Regions from separate parts of the Mus musculus genome. Here region 2 is linked to region 1. The links are chromatin contacts, called in public promoter capture Hi-C maps. All regions are on one chromosome and are shown on one strand. Each heading gives the region's core, a stretch centred on a gene start, on an enhancer-like site or on the middle of the called end of the contact. The rest is flanking DNA. Distances are from core to core; before and after follow the strand shown. Region 1 holds the start of Smkr-ps (smal lysine rich protein 1, pseudogene). Region 2 holds the start of Copg2 (coatomer protein complex, subunit gamma 2).

The links. Capture Hi-C pulls out chosen DNA fragments and counts their contacts.
Region 2: a contact with region 1 is called in a promoter capture Hi-C map of adipose tissue. The contact joins the promoter of Copg2 here to the promoter of Smkr-ps in region 1. A contact is called at or near these places in 1 of 39 promoter capture datasets (hippocampal neurons), 1 of 484 Hi-C or Micro-C datasets (CD4 T cells) and 1 of 9 other capture datasets (adipose tissue).

What each region holds. Positions count from the first base shown.
Region 1 is chr6:29,980,243-29,987,582 of GRCm38.p6, forward strand. Smkr-ps (smal lysine rich protein 1, pseudogene) reads left to right here and starts at 5,087. Exons shown (of 2, transcript NR_040264.1): 1 at 5,087-5,224.
Region 2 is chr6:30,895,406-30,902,283 of GRCm38.p6, forward strand. Copg2 (coatomer protein complex, subunit gamma 2) reads right to left here and starts at 1,389. Exons shown (of 24, transcript NM_017478.3): 1 at 1,256-1,389; 2 at 137-189. The coding sequence starts at 1,292. It overlaps Tsga13 (testis specific gene A13), which reads right to left. Exons shown (of 8, transcript NM_054073.2): 6 at 6,848-6,878; 7 at 4,524-4,651; 8 at 1,576-1,838. The coding sequence ends at 1,669.

The DNA.
Region 1 (7,340 bases), core at 3,837-6,336:
GCTGAATGTAAGTAAGGATTCCCTGACCTCACCGAGAAACTTCAGAGCATAATAGAAGCTAGTTCACTGGTTGAGGTAATAAGGCCATGACCTGAGCAAAGTGTTCACCAAGCTGCCCGTTGTCGGGATTCTCTTAATGTTAGCCATCTACAGTGCTGAGAGGATGAAGTCTGTCCTGATGAGAATGTCAAGGGAGGGCCTGATACAAGATAATTTCCGAAAGAAAAAGAACGATTTCCCAGGCCAAGGGCGATGGCTTCATCATTCAAGACTGGTGAGTTGGCAAAGAGAGAGTGTACACAATTGGGAGGCATGGCTATCACTCGGTGGAGACCAGGAAGTGGCCAGCAGCTGAAGCACAGAGGCTGCTGGTGGGGGCTGAAGACTGGGCTCAGACAGAGGTCATTCATCACTATGGAGACTGTTTTAGCCCACAAGATGAGATCACTAGGCTATGTGAATGTGAGTGTGGTTTACTGAGGGAGGACATGGGCTCTGAGGTCAGTTCGTACTTGGAGTGCAGCAAGAGGCAGGTAGACATGGGATATCTCCATGAGATCGGGATGAGCCAGGGGCATGATGCATATCCCAGAAACAAGTGGGAGAGAGACTACGGGAAATGCTATAGTGTGGATATGGCATGTGCCCCCAAAGGGGTCCCGTGTCAGAAGCTTGATGTCCACTGTGGCAATACTGAGGTGATGCAGTAGGCATGGTAGCACCATCCCAGATTCCCAGCACTCAGGAGGCTGAGGCAGGAGGATCAGAGGTGGCTTTACTCTTCTACACGTTCACTTCATGAGAATCTCACGCATGAGCACACATTACCTCATTTTCATCCCTTCCTCCCTCCCTTCAGCATTTTCCCTTGGAGTGAGTATGCCTAGTGAAACCCTCTCCAAACTGAGCCAGGCCCAGTATTCAGGAGGCAGAAGCAGGAGAGACATCCCTAAGTTCACACAGAAAGTCTCACACCATCCAGGACTATAGAATGACATCCTGTGTCAAAAACAGAGCCTGGGGAGAGGGTGCTGGGGAGATGGCTCGGTGGTTAGGAGCACTGACGGCTCTTCCAGAGATCCTGAGTTCGATTCCCAGCAACCACATGGTGACTCACAACCATCTACAATGTGATTTGATGCCCTCTTCTGGTGTGTCTGAAGACAACTACAGTAAGAGCTAAGATAAATAAACAAACAAACAAATAAATCTTTCAAATGTTTAAAAACAAAACCAAACCAAAAACAGAGACTGGGAAGATGGCTCAGTAGGTAAAGGCACTAACCACAAAGTGGACAGCCTGAGTGTACCCGCATGGTAGAAGGAAAGACCAACTCCCATAAGCTGTCCTGTGAGCTCCACATTGCAAATGCCCACACATACTTGCAAATAAATGATAAATAAATAAATAAATAAATAAAGGCATGGCCTACTAGAAGGTAGGTCATTGGCATTGAGGTAGGTCTTATTGGGCTAGAAGTATCACTCAGAGCTAGGTCCCAGCTCTGTAAGAAAGAAAAGTAGAAAGCTGGCCAGCTCATGTTTAGGTGGACATGGAGGCACATACTTGCAATCTCAGCACTCAGAAGGCAAAGAGAAAAAAATAAAAGGGAAAATTTATTATTATAAAGAGTGAGTCTGGGGCTGGAGAGATGGCCCAGCAGTTAAGAGCACTAACTGTTCTTCCAGAGGTCCTGAGTTCAATTCCCAGCAACCACATGGTGTCTCACTACCATCTGCAATCAGATCCTATGCCCTCTTCTGGCATGTCTGAAGATAGCAACAGTGTACTCATATCAATAAAATAAATCTTTATAAATAAATAATTAATGAGCCTAACCATTAAGTCTTTCTGGCACCCTCCCTCTTTTACCACATTCTGATGCATTCATGTCTTGATGACATCTGCCTACTGTTATGACCTCACAGAAGGAGAAACTGAAAGGATTTCTGATCTTTCAGTCTCCAAAACTGTGTGCCAAATAAATCTTTTGTCATCCCTTACCTTGGGTATCTTATTACAGCCACAGAAGATGATGGCTGTGTCTTCTGGTGACTTCTGAGCAGGAAGTAGCCCTCACACTTGGTAAGGTGAAGGGGACTCTACTTCCCACTGAACGTGGGGACAGTAAGTACATACTGTGCCTGCCTACATACAAGTGGCTGCTGCAGAGATCTGGGCTTCGTCTAACAGGCAGAGTATTGCTCCTGTTTGCCTGGCCTTAACCTTCAACGGGGCCTCTGATCAACAGGGCATTCAAGATCCAGAGAACACAGAAGCAGCAGCCAAGGGCATGACAGAATCACAACCCCCAGAGAAGAACGAGACCGGCAAGCATTTGTGGTGCTAAGAAGGGAGCTAGAAAAGCTGTCTGAGGGCTGGAGAGATGGCTCAGCGGTTAAGAGCACTGATTGCTTTTCCAGAGATCCTGAGTTCAAATCCCAACAACCACATGGTGGCTCACAACCATCTGTAATGAGATCTGATGCCCTCTTCTGGTGTGTCTGAAGACAGCTACAGTGTACTTACATATAATAAATCTTTTTTAAAAAGAAAAGAAGGGGCTGATGAGATGGCTCAGCAGTTAAGAGTGCTGACTGCTCTTCCAAAGGTCCTGAGTTCAAATCCCAGCAACCACATGGTGGCTCACAACCATCAGTAATGAAATCTGATGCCCTCTTCTGGAGTGTCTGAAGACAGCTACAGTGTACTTACATATAATAAATAAAATATTTTTTAAAAATAGAAAAGCTGAGTCATAGATATCAGTCACTGAACAGTTTTGAAAGTGAGTGACCCATGGTTTGGCCTGTGCTTTAAAATATGAAGGGATATAGAAGTCGGGGCAGCAGGATGTCAGGACTACAGCAGCCCAGGCAAAGACCATACAAGTGGGAACATGGCAGTGATCATAGGGACATTAGGCCAAAGGCAAGGGTGGCAGGGTGTGATGCCAGGTACATTGACGGTTTGGAGCTTCCTGGGAGTGCGAGCTGCTGTAGAGACCTGAGAACGTCAGGAGGCATGGGGGTTGGGAGATATTAGTGGTTCCTTCTCTTGCTTTCTCCTATTTCCATTTTGTATTGATCTATTCAGCTTATAAAGTGAGCATTTGTATATTCCCTCAGAATAAAGACTACCACTGTCTGTCTGAGTCACTCTTCCATGGCTGTGAAGAGACACCATGACCAACTTATAGAACAAAGCATTTACAAACTTTTTCTTTCTGGCCTCGCTCTGCTCTGGCCCTGCTCGCTCCTGCCACGCTTCTCTCCCCACCCCCACCTCGCTCAGGCATTTATTGGGGGGCTTGCTTACAAATTCAGAGGGTGAGCCCATGACCATTATGATGTAGAGCATCGCAGCAGGCAGGTAACCATGACACTGGAGCAGGAGCTGAGGGCTTACATCTTATCCATAAGTTTGAGGGAGGGGAGGGAGGGGAGGGAGGGATGGGTCTGGCACAGACTTTTGAAACTGCCAAAGCCCTCCTCCAGTGACACACCTCCTCCAGCAAGGCCACACCTCTTCATTCTTCCCAAACAGTTCCACCAACCAGGGACCAAATATTCATATATATGTGCCTGTGGGGACTGTTATCATTCAAAACACCCCATTGTCACTCCCAACGCAATGAAGTCTTCTAAACCTTGTATGTAGTCAAGAACCCACTTCACCATGGTACCACCATCACAAGTTGTTGATCAGGAAAAAAAAAAAGGAACAAATTTTGAAATGATCCCAGTAGAGATTAACCTTGGAAAGCTGCAAACAAAACAAAGCAAAACAAAACATTGAGATACAGGCAGGGAAAGGGGCTCACTCCCAATCCTTGGATTAGAAGCCAGTCCACAAAGGAGAAAACACAGAGTTTGCCATATCAAGGGATATATAAATCATGATAAAATTGCCAGACAAAACACAGTCTTGTCAGTGAAAACTCCAAAGGACATAAAGACTTGATTTTGAAAGTCATTTCACTAACCAGGCTGGAGAAAAGCTAGCAAAACCTACTATAGCATGTAAGGTCTTTTCAGGATTTTAACCTGCTTCTTGGTTCACCTGCCTCCTGCCCTGGGTTTACCATATCCGGCCCATGATTTGGACTGTTCCTGGTCGTTTGGGTTTTTTTGTTTGTTTTGTTTTGTAACGTTTATTTGTTTTTATTTTTTTGTGTGGTGAGTGTTTTGTCTGCATGTGTATCAGTGCACTGTATAGTGAGCTGCCTGGTGCCTGTGGAGGTCAGAAGAGGGCGCTGGATCCCTGGGACTGGATGGTTGTGAACAGCCCTGTGGGTGCTGAGAGCCCAACCTGGGTCCTCTGCAAAAGCAAGTGCTCTTTACCACTGAGCCAACTCTGCACCTATCACTTTTAACTGTGGCCAGCGCTTGCAATTCATACCCTTCCTCTTTGCTGTGTTCCCATCTTCCTCCTCCAACCTTTTTAGTTCAAGAACCTTGGCTCATATTGGGCACTGAATTCCCATGGCAAGCGGGAGTCAGGCACGCGACAGATATACAATATCCGCTTACTGAATAAAATGGAATGGCAAGTTCTAAAAAAATAAAAAAAATAAAAAAAAAACAATTGGAGTTATGCCCCCAAACGCATTCCCTTTCTGGGAGAAAAGGATGGACTCACAAGGTTAGAAGCTAATCCCACCCATAATGTACGAACCCTGCCCACTTTCCTCTCCTGAGGCCTGTACTAGACTCTTACAGACATTTCTTCTGTTATTCTCACCTCGACCCTCAGAGACCTTATTCTTGTTTATCAGAAGAAGTGAAAGAGTTTCTGAAGATTTCAAGAGACTGATTTAGCTTACACTCTCTCTAGCCTTTCCTTCCCAAAGACAAAACTGCTGATCTTGGCGGCCCGCCCCTTCCCCTCATGCCCCGCCCAATCGCACTGCCGGAGACAAAACTTTGCAACTTTGCTCCCAGTTTGAGTTCTTAATCATCGTCACCTCCGCGTAAACCGAATCGGAACACACAAACTGAGCTCACAAGGGCTCCGCCCAGTGCGGCATGCCCCGCCCCGGTGCCCTAGCAACAAATAAACAGTTCGAGGTTCCGCGGGGTTTGTGCACTCGAAAGCGAGCTGTCCGGGTGCCGCCCCGAGTGGAGTGAGCCGAGCCTTGCTTACCAGCATCTGCGCCTCCGCACACCGCGAAGGCGCCCAATTGGAGGTGCGGCCACGGCCGGGGCAGGCGGCACAACGCCGGTGAGAGCGCTCGCGGAGGCTAGGGAAGCACCAGGATCGGGGCCGGAAGACTGCGACGCCGGGGTGGGGGAGTAGAGGTGGGGGGTATGGGGAAGAAATGTGGGGCCTGAATTTCGAGACTGGGGACTGGTGTCACAATCACCTCAGCTGAGATAGAAATGACCACGGAAATACCCATCTTAAAGTGGGAGGTTCGCAAGCGCTCGCCATAGCCCCAGTAAGCCTTTGAGACCTAGGTCTTTTGTCGTCCCCACCGGTACAGTTCAACCCAGCGTATAGTAGGAGGGCTCATTCTGAGACGGACTTAAGATGGACTTAAGATGACCTGCATCTGATGGACAGCAGCAGCAGATTCAGGCTGTACCCTTTCTGTGAAACTGGTTTTAGTCCCTTGGTTCTGTGGGGTAACTTTTTTCACTCCTAGAAGATGCTTTGGCGTTTGGGAAATAGAGGAAGATCAGCAACGAGGTTTGGATCCCCCCAAACTAAGTACACGCCAATAAGGGACTGTTCAGGCTGCCCTGAGATGTATGGTGGAATTCTTTACATGTAATAAAGTAAGGTTGGCCTTGGGAGGAGGGAGAGGTGTCCACACTGCATCTAACCCCACCCTACCCTAACCCTCCTCCTGCCGGTGCCGTCCTTCCCAGCCTCATTTTTCTTTCTAGAGTGGCTGTGGTTTTGTTGCCCCTGTCCGCAGCCCTCAGGGACACGCTGTTCTCTTCACTGTTGAACTTGCTGCTAAGCATGCACTGGGTAAAGGGGCCTCAACTTCTTGCACAATTATGGTATTACCATCTCTGCTTAAGGAAAAGTCTTCCCCGAACTAGACGGATGTTGCTCTCCTTGCACCTGCCCTATGGCTGCTACTAGTCTTTTTATCTCCTAGAGTAGAAATACCTCCTGGTCCCTCCTGTCCTGTAAGTACCCACAGCCCTTTGCACCACGCTTGAGGTGTCCTGCCTGTCTTGCTTTCCTTTAGCCTGCAGTTTGGGATGTGTTTAGTAAGCCTGCGGTTCTAATGTTTTCTTCTGGAACTAAGTATAGTATTAAGTAAAGGTGCCATCTCCTGACTTGTTTCTCGGCTTCTACTCTACTGCTCTTCTTTTTCCGGATCCAGGAAAATGAAGAATAACTTACAAAGCCCTCGAAACTAACGGCTTCTTCCGGCTCTTTGTATAAATGTCCAGCTTGTTAGTTTACAGAGGCTGAAGGCCAAAGCTGCTCTTCACTTGCTTTCCAGACCTGATCGCCCCTCCCCCTTTCCATCCCACCCTGCCCTACTCCCCATTTGCTTGTGGACAGCCACTCTGATCTTGGTTGGTCCCTTTATCTTTGCATAGCCTCTCCAACCGCAAAGTGTCTGTATTTATTTCTTCAGGTGGCTATGACCAAACACCTGAAACAACAGTTCAAGAGAAGGAGGGCTTATTCGGGGTCACACTCAGGTTTCCGTCTCACGTAGTGGAGAAGGCAGAGCTTAGGGCAGCGGAGAGTCCAACAGGGAAGGTCAGAAAGCAAAGAGGGTAGGGCCAGGTGAGACCCACCCCTAAAGACCTACTTCTGCTACCTAGTTCTACCCCCCTAAAGTCTCCTCAAGGCCCTCTTGGGAATAAACAATCAACATGTGAACCTGTTAGAGACATTTCATATTTGAACCAACACACCCATCTGATTGTAATTCATTATTCATTTAGCAAATGGTTCATCCATTCGGTGTGCCAAATAATAGTTTAGGCTAAGGAATTCAGTGGTAAACTCACAAACCAACCCTCTGGGTTCCTCTCAGTTACTATTAATTATTAATCACTATTAAGTAGTTGGAATGGTTTTAATGAGACTATCCTCCATAGACACAGATATTTGAACCCTTGGTCCCCAGTTGGAGCACTATTTAGGGAGGTGGTTGCAGCTCTGGAGGAAGTCTGTCGCTGATGGGGTGTGGGGAGTGCCCTGAGATCTCCCAGACTCCCCTCCCACTTCACTCTCTGCTTCCTGCCCCGGCCACGCCTCCTCAGTAGGAAGTCTGTCTCTGTAGGGCAAAAGTGAGCTCCTCCATAAATTGGTTTTGGTCATAGTGTTTTATCACAGCCAAAGAAAAGTAACCATATATAGT
Region 2 (6,878 bases), core at 139-2,638, 910 kb after region 1:
ACCGATATTCAGACTGTCAGGTGGGTCTACGGTCCTTCACTGTTTTTTTGGCTGTCCTGACTTTTGTACTTCCTAGGTTCTTTGCCCATTATTCTCAAACAGAATTGATAAGGCACTGTACACATCCAAGCCATACCTCCTGCAAGACAGCACTCTTCTCCAAATGCTGGAAAGGATTGGAACCACTACCTATAGTATAAGAAAAAGAGAAGGTCTTCAATAGCTGGACTACAAAGACTTTTCTAAAGGAGGATATTGCATGCTTGGAAATCTCACCTAAACAGAATGATCCCTTGGAAGTCACAAGGACAACTATTACTAATATGCAAAGAAGTTGGATGAAGTAATTTTGATTCTGGTTCAAATTCTGTCATTGCCATACTGAGATATCTTGGACTTCTCCTGATATAGGAACCCTATCCAAAATGAGTGCCTTCATTCCCTGCTTCCCCCTCCCCCATCCCATGGATGTTAACAAATGTGTCGGTTTCCACCACCACCAAGAGTAATGAGATGACAGGACACTATGGATTTCCCTAAAAGCAAGCCCTATTTTATGTGTTTCACACATTTACTGAAGCAGAAAGGAACAGTTTCGCAGAGAGTCACAGATGTAAAGGCCATGCAGGATGAGGCCATGAAGGTCCACTAACCCAACCTTCCACCACACTTGTGAGAGCAGCTACCACTGAAGAGCTGAAGATTTTTTTTTTTTTTTTTGAAGAGGCTTGGCATCTTCCCCACTTGCACTGCACCACAGACAGGTATCAACACGCAAGTCACTTCTGGATGCCTGAGCATTCAATGAGCTGTGTCCCACCGGGCAGTCTTAACCCCTGGGAACAGGAGAATCAAGGCCCTTCAGAGTCCATAAACACGCAACCCTGGCCCGGTCGACCCCAGCTCCCAAAACAGGGGGTGCTCGCCCTGGGGCCTAACCCCACCAGCAACCCCAGGGTACCGAGACTTGCGCGCGCACCTCCTCGCCCCCCGACAGGGCCCCACGGAGGGCCGGCTCGGAGGGGCTCGATCGGGGGGCGGGCGCGGGGGGCGGGGACGCGCCGGGGCGGAGCCGCCGAGCGCTCGAGGCGACTCCCGGCCAGGAGCGCGCGGCCCGAGGGGAGGCCCCGGCGCCGGGGGAGGGGCTTCGGGCAGACCCCGCCGCTGCGGCCGCCCCCCAGAGCAGGTGGCTGCGGGCGAGGGAAGGGGGGAAACCCTTGCGCCTGAGAGTGGGCGTCCGGAGCGCCGCGCGTACCAGACTCCTCGTCCTTCTTGTCGAATTTTTTAATCATCTTGGACGGCTTCCCAGCGCCCAGACCCACCGCAACCGTCCCAGGCGCCGCAGCCGGCGAGCGGAAGACGCTGCAGGAAGGCAGGCCCTGGGTTCTCGCACCGGTTGGGCCGGCGGGCCGTCACTCGGGGCCAAGGCCCGCCCCCCTCGGGCCTCCGCGGCCGCCCTTGCCCCCTAGGGACGCAGGCACGCCCCCTGCTCCGCCCACTGCCGCACGGGGGCGTGGCCAGAATCTGCCCGGAGGCTCACCACGCCCCGCTTCACAAACTCTGCAAGCCAGGTCTGAGACAACAAACAGGGAACTTTATTTGGTTAGTGACTTCTCCAGGCCCCCTCAGTTCTTGGAGAGTGAGGAGTGGGGCTTTAAGTCTTTGTCTTCACCAAATGACAGCCGCATCTTTGACAATCCACTGCTGGGCCCTTCCATGGCGAAAGAAGCTCTCCCCTGGCACACTTCTTGTAGGCTTCTCTTCTAGGAGCTTTGAAAATGTCAGGGGTTCCCAAAATACTTGCGAAGTTGGTGTTTCACTCTCTGACTTCATGGAAACTACGACAAAGCATAGGACACGTTGAATGTGCGACTCTGAGAGCACTAGAAGCGTACTAAAAGGAAGGCGTGATGTGATCCATTTGAGGAGACCGAAAAGCTGGTCTTAATTTAACTTTCCAAGAGGGTAGATTTGGGGACTGCCATTCCCAACTTCTTATGATTCCTTCTTCACCCAAACCAGTGTAGTTTTCTTGGCTTTCACCATTTTCAAATGATTCAATCTGCATAACACTCAAGTAATTTAAGGGATACTCATGTGTCTCAGTGCTTTTCCAAATGTTTTCTCTTTTTTTTTTTTTTTTTTTGTCCTCGTCTCAGAGTATGAAAAACACGCTTTTAATGCCTTGGGCATCGAAGACATCACATTTCTAGAAGGTCTTTCCAGCTTCACCTGTTCTTAGGGCGTTGACTACTTTAAGATCTTAATGACAGTCCTTCCTCCGTTGAGGGCGTGGTTTGCCTCTTGGGCAACCTTCTAACCAAACTTGACAACTTCTACTCAGATCTCTCTCTCTCTCTCTCTCTCTCTCTCTCCCTCTCTCTCTCTCTCTCTCTCTCTCTCTCTCACACACACACACACACACACACACACACACACAAATGATAGGGCATCATTTGGGGGACAGAGATGTTAGCTTAGAAATGGCACCACTAGTAAAACACCCTGGCAGCTTTGTTATTGTTGAGGAAATGCACCATAACTGTCTGTTCATTTTAGGTACAAAAGTAAAGCACTCATATTTGGAGAGGGCATATGTAGTCGCCATAAATGACACTAGAGCTGAAGGCTGACATATTACTTTATACATGAAGATCTATCTCATCCTGACAGGGCTTAGAAAAGGTCCTACCTAGATTATGCTACATACCCTTAAGAAAAATTTCAAACTGGGCATGATAGCACACACGCTTTTAATCCCAGAAGGCAGATCTCTGAGTTCAAGACCAGCCTGGTCTACACAGCAAATTCCAGAACAGCCAGGGCTATACAGAGAAACCTTGTCTTGAAAAAACAAAAAGAAAAAGAAAAAATTCCCATCATATATAGATTCCGCTGAATAATGTGCCCAAACCTTAGTAATGGTGCCACTTAAAATGTTACTCCATCCCGATTAAAAATACTATGCTAGGGACTGGAGAGATGGCCCAGTAATTAAGAGAATTTATTGCTCTTGCAGAGGACCTGAGTTCAATTCCCAGCACTCACGTGGTGGCTGACAAACCATCAGTAACTCTAGTTCCAGGTGATCCGATGCCCTCTCCTCTGATCTCTGTGGGCGCCGTAAGTGGTAAGCGGATATACACACAAGCAAACCACTCATACATAAAATAAAATGAGTAAACCTAATTTTAAAATGTAAATACTATACTAATGATTCTAGCTACCTCATTTGACTTATATAAAGTCCGACCAATATTCATCATGTGAAATTTCTCATGAAAGAAATAGATGTTTCCTCTTCTACAATCTTTGGCTGAAAATGAAACAAGCTTTGGAGAAGAGGCCCTCTTCTCCCTTGGACTATAGCCATTAAGAGTTAGGTAAGGACAGGGACATGAAGCCTGGCGATTGCTCAAAACAGGTAATGTGAGAGGAACATGTGGAAGAGTGAATAAACTGGGGCTGAGGTGAGACTGAGCTCTTTTAAGCGAGATGGATCGCTCTGCTGCCTCAGCTGTTTCCCACATTGATCTAGGGGTTTTTTTGGTTTGATTGGTTTTTTTTTTCCCTCTCTTTAGATTGGTCTTAGTTGTATATGGGGAATCAAGGAGAAGCATAGGTAGGGATAGGATGGAAGGGGTAGCAATAGGAGGAACAGAGAAAAGGAAAGGAGCCAGTGGAAGGGTAGATATAACCTATACCGCTAGGAAATGACTGCCTTATGCTAAAGCGATGGCTGTGCAGTGTAAAGACCCATCAGTGTGTGTCTAAACTACAGTTGTGCATTTGACACCCTGGAACCCTTCAGTGAGGCCAACTACATAATGTAGAAAATCTAAGCCCATGTTTATATAATATACGAGGCCTTTCTTGGTCTAGCCTGTTGGTCCTTTGGTGTTTAGTAAGAGTCTAATGCAGAGGCCCCCATGGGTGTTATCAAATGAGACACACACTAGACCTTCTACATGTCCTGGTCCCAGCTCTCCCTTACCCCCGTCTCACGTCATCCCAGAGAGACTTGTGGGCCTCTGAGACTCACATACTTTTTATGGTGGTGATGTTTCAAGACACTATGTAAACCAGGATGGTCTCAAACTCCTGAGATCTGCCTGCCTCTGCCTCTCAAGGGCTGGGATTAAAGGCATGAGCCACTGCATTTAGCTTACAATGTACACACTTAAGCTTTGGCCCTTTAAAGCAATTTCCCACAAAATATGAAGGTTATGCACAGATAAACATTTCAACCTATATGTACCTAAATATCAAAATCATGTTGTCAGCAATTACGGTAGATTATAGCAAATTTAGTTTGAGGGGTGTTTGTTTGTTTGTTTGCTTTTAGCCTTGAGAATCTATCATTATGGCAAAAACTATCAAAGTGTTAGATGATACAGGGCAGGAAACCCTATACTTCTTGAACCTTCTTGAAATTTGAGTATTAAAATAGTCTAGCACCATCTTAACTTCCTTCTAGGAAAATTAGTGCCTGAACCTACCACAAAAGATACAGGAGACCTTACCATGTTTCTTTGTCTCTCTCTGGGAGGCTGGAGCAAAGATGAGGTTAGGATACATTTTTTTCTGTTTCCTTAAAGCATAGATTTCAGAATACTTCCCTTCGATGTTGAAATCATTGTCGGTAGAAAACCTTAACCAAAAAAGTATATACTTGGTTGGTCTAGGGCTGCAGGTGAGTGGCACCTAAAAGTCATCTATAGCCTCAGAGACCCCAAGGAAGAAGAAAGGACAATAACTAGAAAGTTGGGGTTGTTGGTTAAAAAAAAGATGGAGGGTAGGGTTTGAGAGCTTAACACACTGCAAACCTTGTAGCCAATTCCAAAATCCTGTCTTCTCAGTAGGAAATAAAAATCTCCTATGAATAGTTTCAAATAAAACCTTTTAATATTTGCTAAAATAAGTATTTGTTCCCATGAGTGCATGCATCTATCACACATGCACATATGTGTATGCAAGTGTAGAGGCCACATACATGTTTTGGGCGTCTTCCTCATATACTCTCCAGCTTTTTTTTTTTTTTTTTTTTTTTTTTTGAGATAGGGCTTCTCACTGACGCTGGGGTTTTCGAGACTGTCCGGCCCAGAATCTCCAAGAATCATTCTCTCTCCCGGTGCTGGCAGAAAGGGTTTGCACCGCACCACCTGGCTTTTTAACATGGATGCTGGAGATCAAACGTAGGTCCTCAAGTGTGCGCAGTGAGCAAGTTATTGAGTCATCTCCCCAGCTTTAAAAAGACCTCCTTTTTATTTGTATCCTCATAGCATTCGTTCCTCTGGTCCTTACCTCACACTTTTATTTTTCTATATCTTAAAAAATACAGACCCTTAGGGCTGGAGAGATTCAGCGGTTAAGAGCGCTTTTCCAGAGGTCCTGAGTTCAATTCCCAGCAACCACATGGTGGTTGGGAACCATCTATAATGGGGTCTGATGCCCTCTTCTGACATGCAGATGTACATGCAGACAGAGCACTCCTACATATAAAAACCAAAACAAAACATAAAAACAAAAATCACAGATCTTTAAATACATTTTCCTTCTCTCTTGAGATTATTGTCAGTGGAAAACTTTAGTTTTGCATAGCTGTGTTTCTTTTATTAGCATATAAGTGATGATATAGGACGTGTTTGGAAGCCATATCTTATATGGATTTTTTCTTATTTTTTATTGAAAAAATGTTTCAATAAAACATTTTCACACAAGCCAAGCAGTCGTAGTGTACACCTTTAATCCCAGCACTTGGGGAGCATATCTCTGAGTATGTGGCTATCCTGGTCTACAGTGTGAGTTCCAGGACAACCAAGGCTACACAGGAAAAAAACAAAACAAAAAAACTGTCTTTAAAAACCAAATTAAAAATAAAACATTTTCATACAAAAAATATATTTGAAAGTGATTTTCCTCCCCTAATTCTTCCCTGATCCCACACATCCAACTTTCTATTTTCTTTCCTTCTGTCTCCAAGAAAAGAATTAAAAACAAAAACCAAAAAACAAGAAACCCGCAAAAAACCCACAAAAATTAAAAGCAAGCTAGACATGCTAGTGCATGCTTTTAATCCAAGCACTCAGGAGGCAGAGGCAGGTGGATCTCTGTGAGTTCAAGGCCAGCCTGGTCTAAAGAATGACTTCCAGGTAGCCAGGGCTATACAGAGAAAGCATATCTCAAAACAAACAAACAAACAAAAAACAGAAATAATGAAAGAAAGAAAAAAGAATAAAAGGAACGTAGAGAGGAAGGAAGGGAAGGAGGGAGAGAGGGAGGGAGAGGTTAAAAAGTCCACAAAAATGCCATTAAATTTGTTTTGTTGTGTTGGTCAACAATTCCTGGGCATGGGGCCTACCCTGAAATGTGGTTGATATAGTTAATGAGACTCCATTGAAAAACAAAACAAAACAAACCAAAACAATTTTCCCTTTGCCAGCAGGTACCAATTGCAGATCGTTCCTTGATTATGAAACCAGAACCTGGTGTCTGCTTCTCCCTCTCAGTTCTGGGACCCTTCTGTCTTGAACCTGGGAAGATCTTGTCTAAGCTGCCATGGTCTCTATGAGTTCACATTGTGCCTCAGTCCTACTGTGTCTCCCATACCTGATGGTGAGGCCCTACTGCTAAGGACAAAACTTATGTCATGGAACACAAAGGACGTCTTATGTGTTCTGACATCTTTACAACCACACTGCATGGGGAAACTTCTCCAGCACATTCTCTTCCAACTAACCTTATCCCAAGTCTCCCTGAGCTTCTATTTGTGCTTGCTAAATTATTCAGCAATATACACAAGGGAGAGAACAGAAAACAACAGGCCCGATAAGAGCTAGCACTTCACCTAAACCATTGTTGTCCCTTGAAGGTAGGAT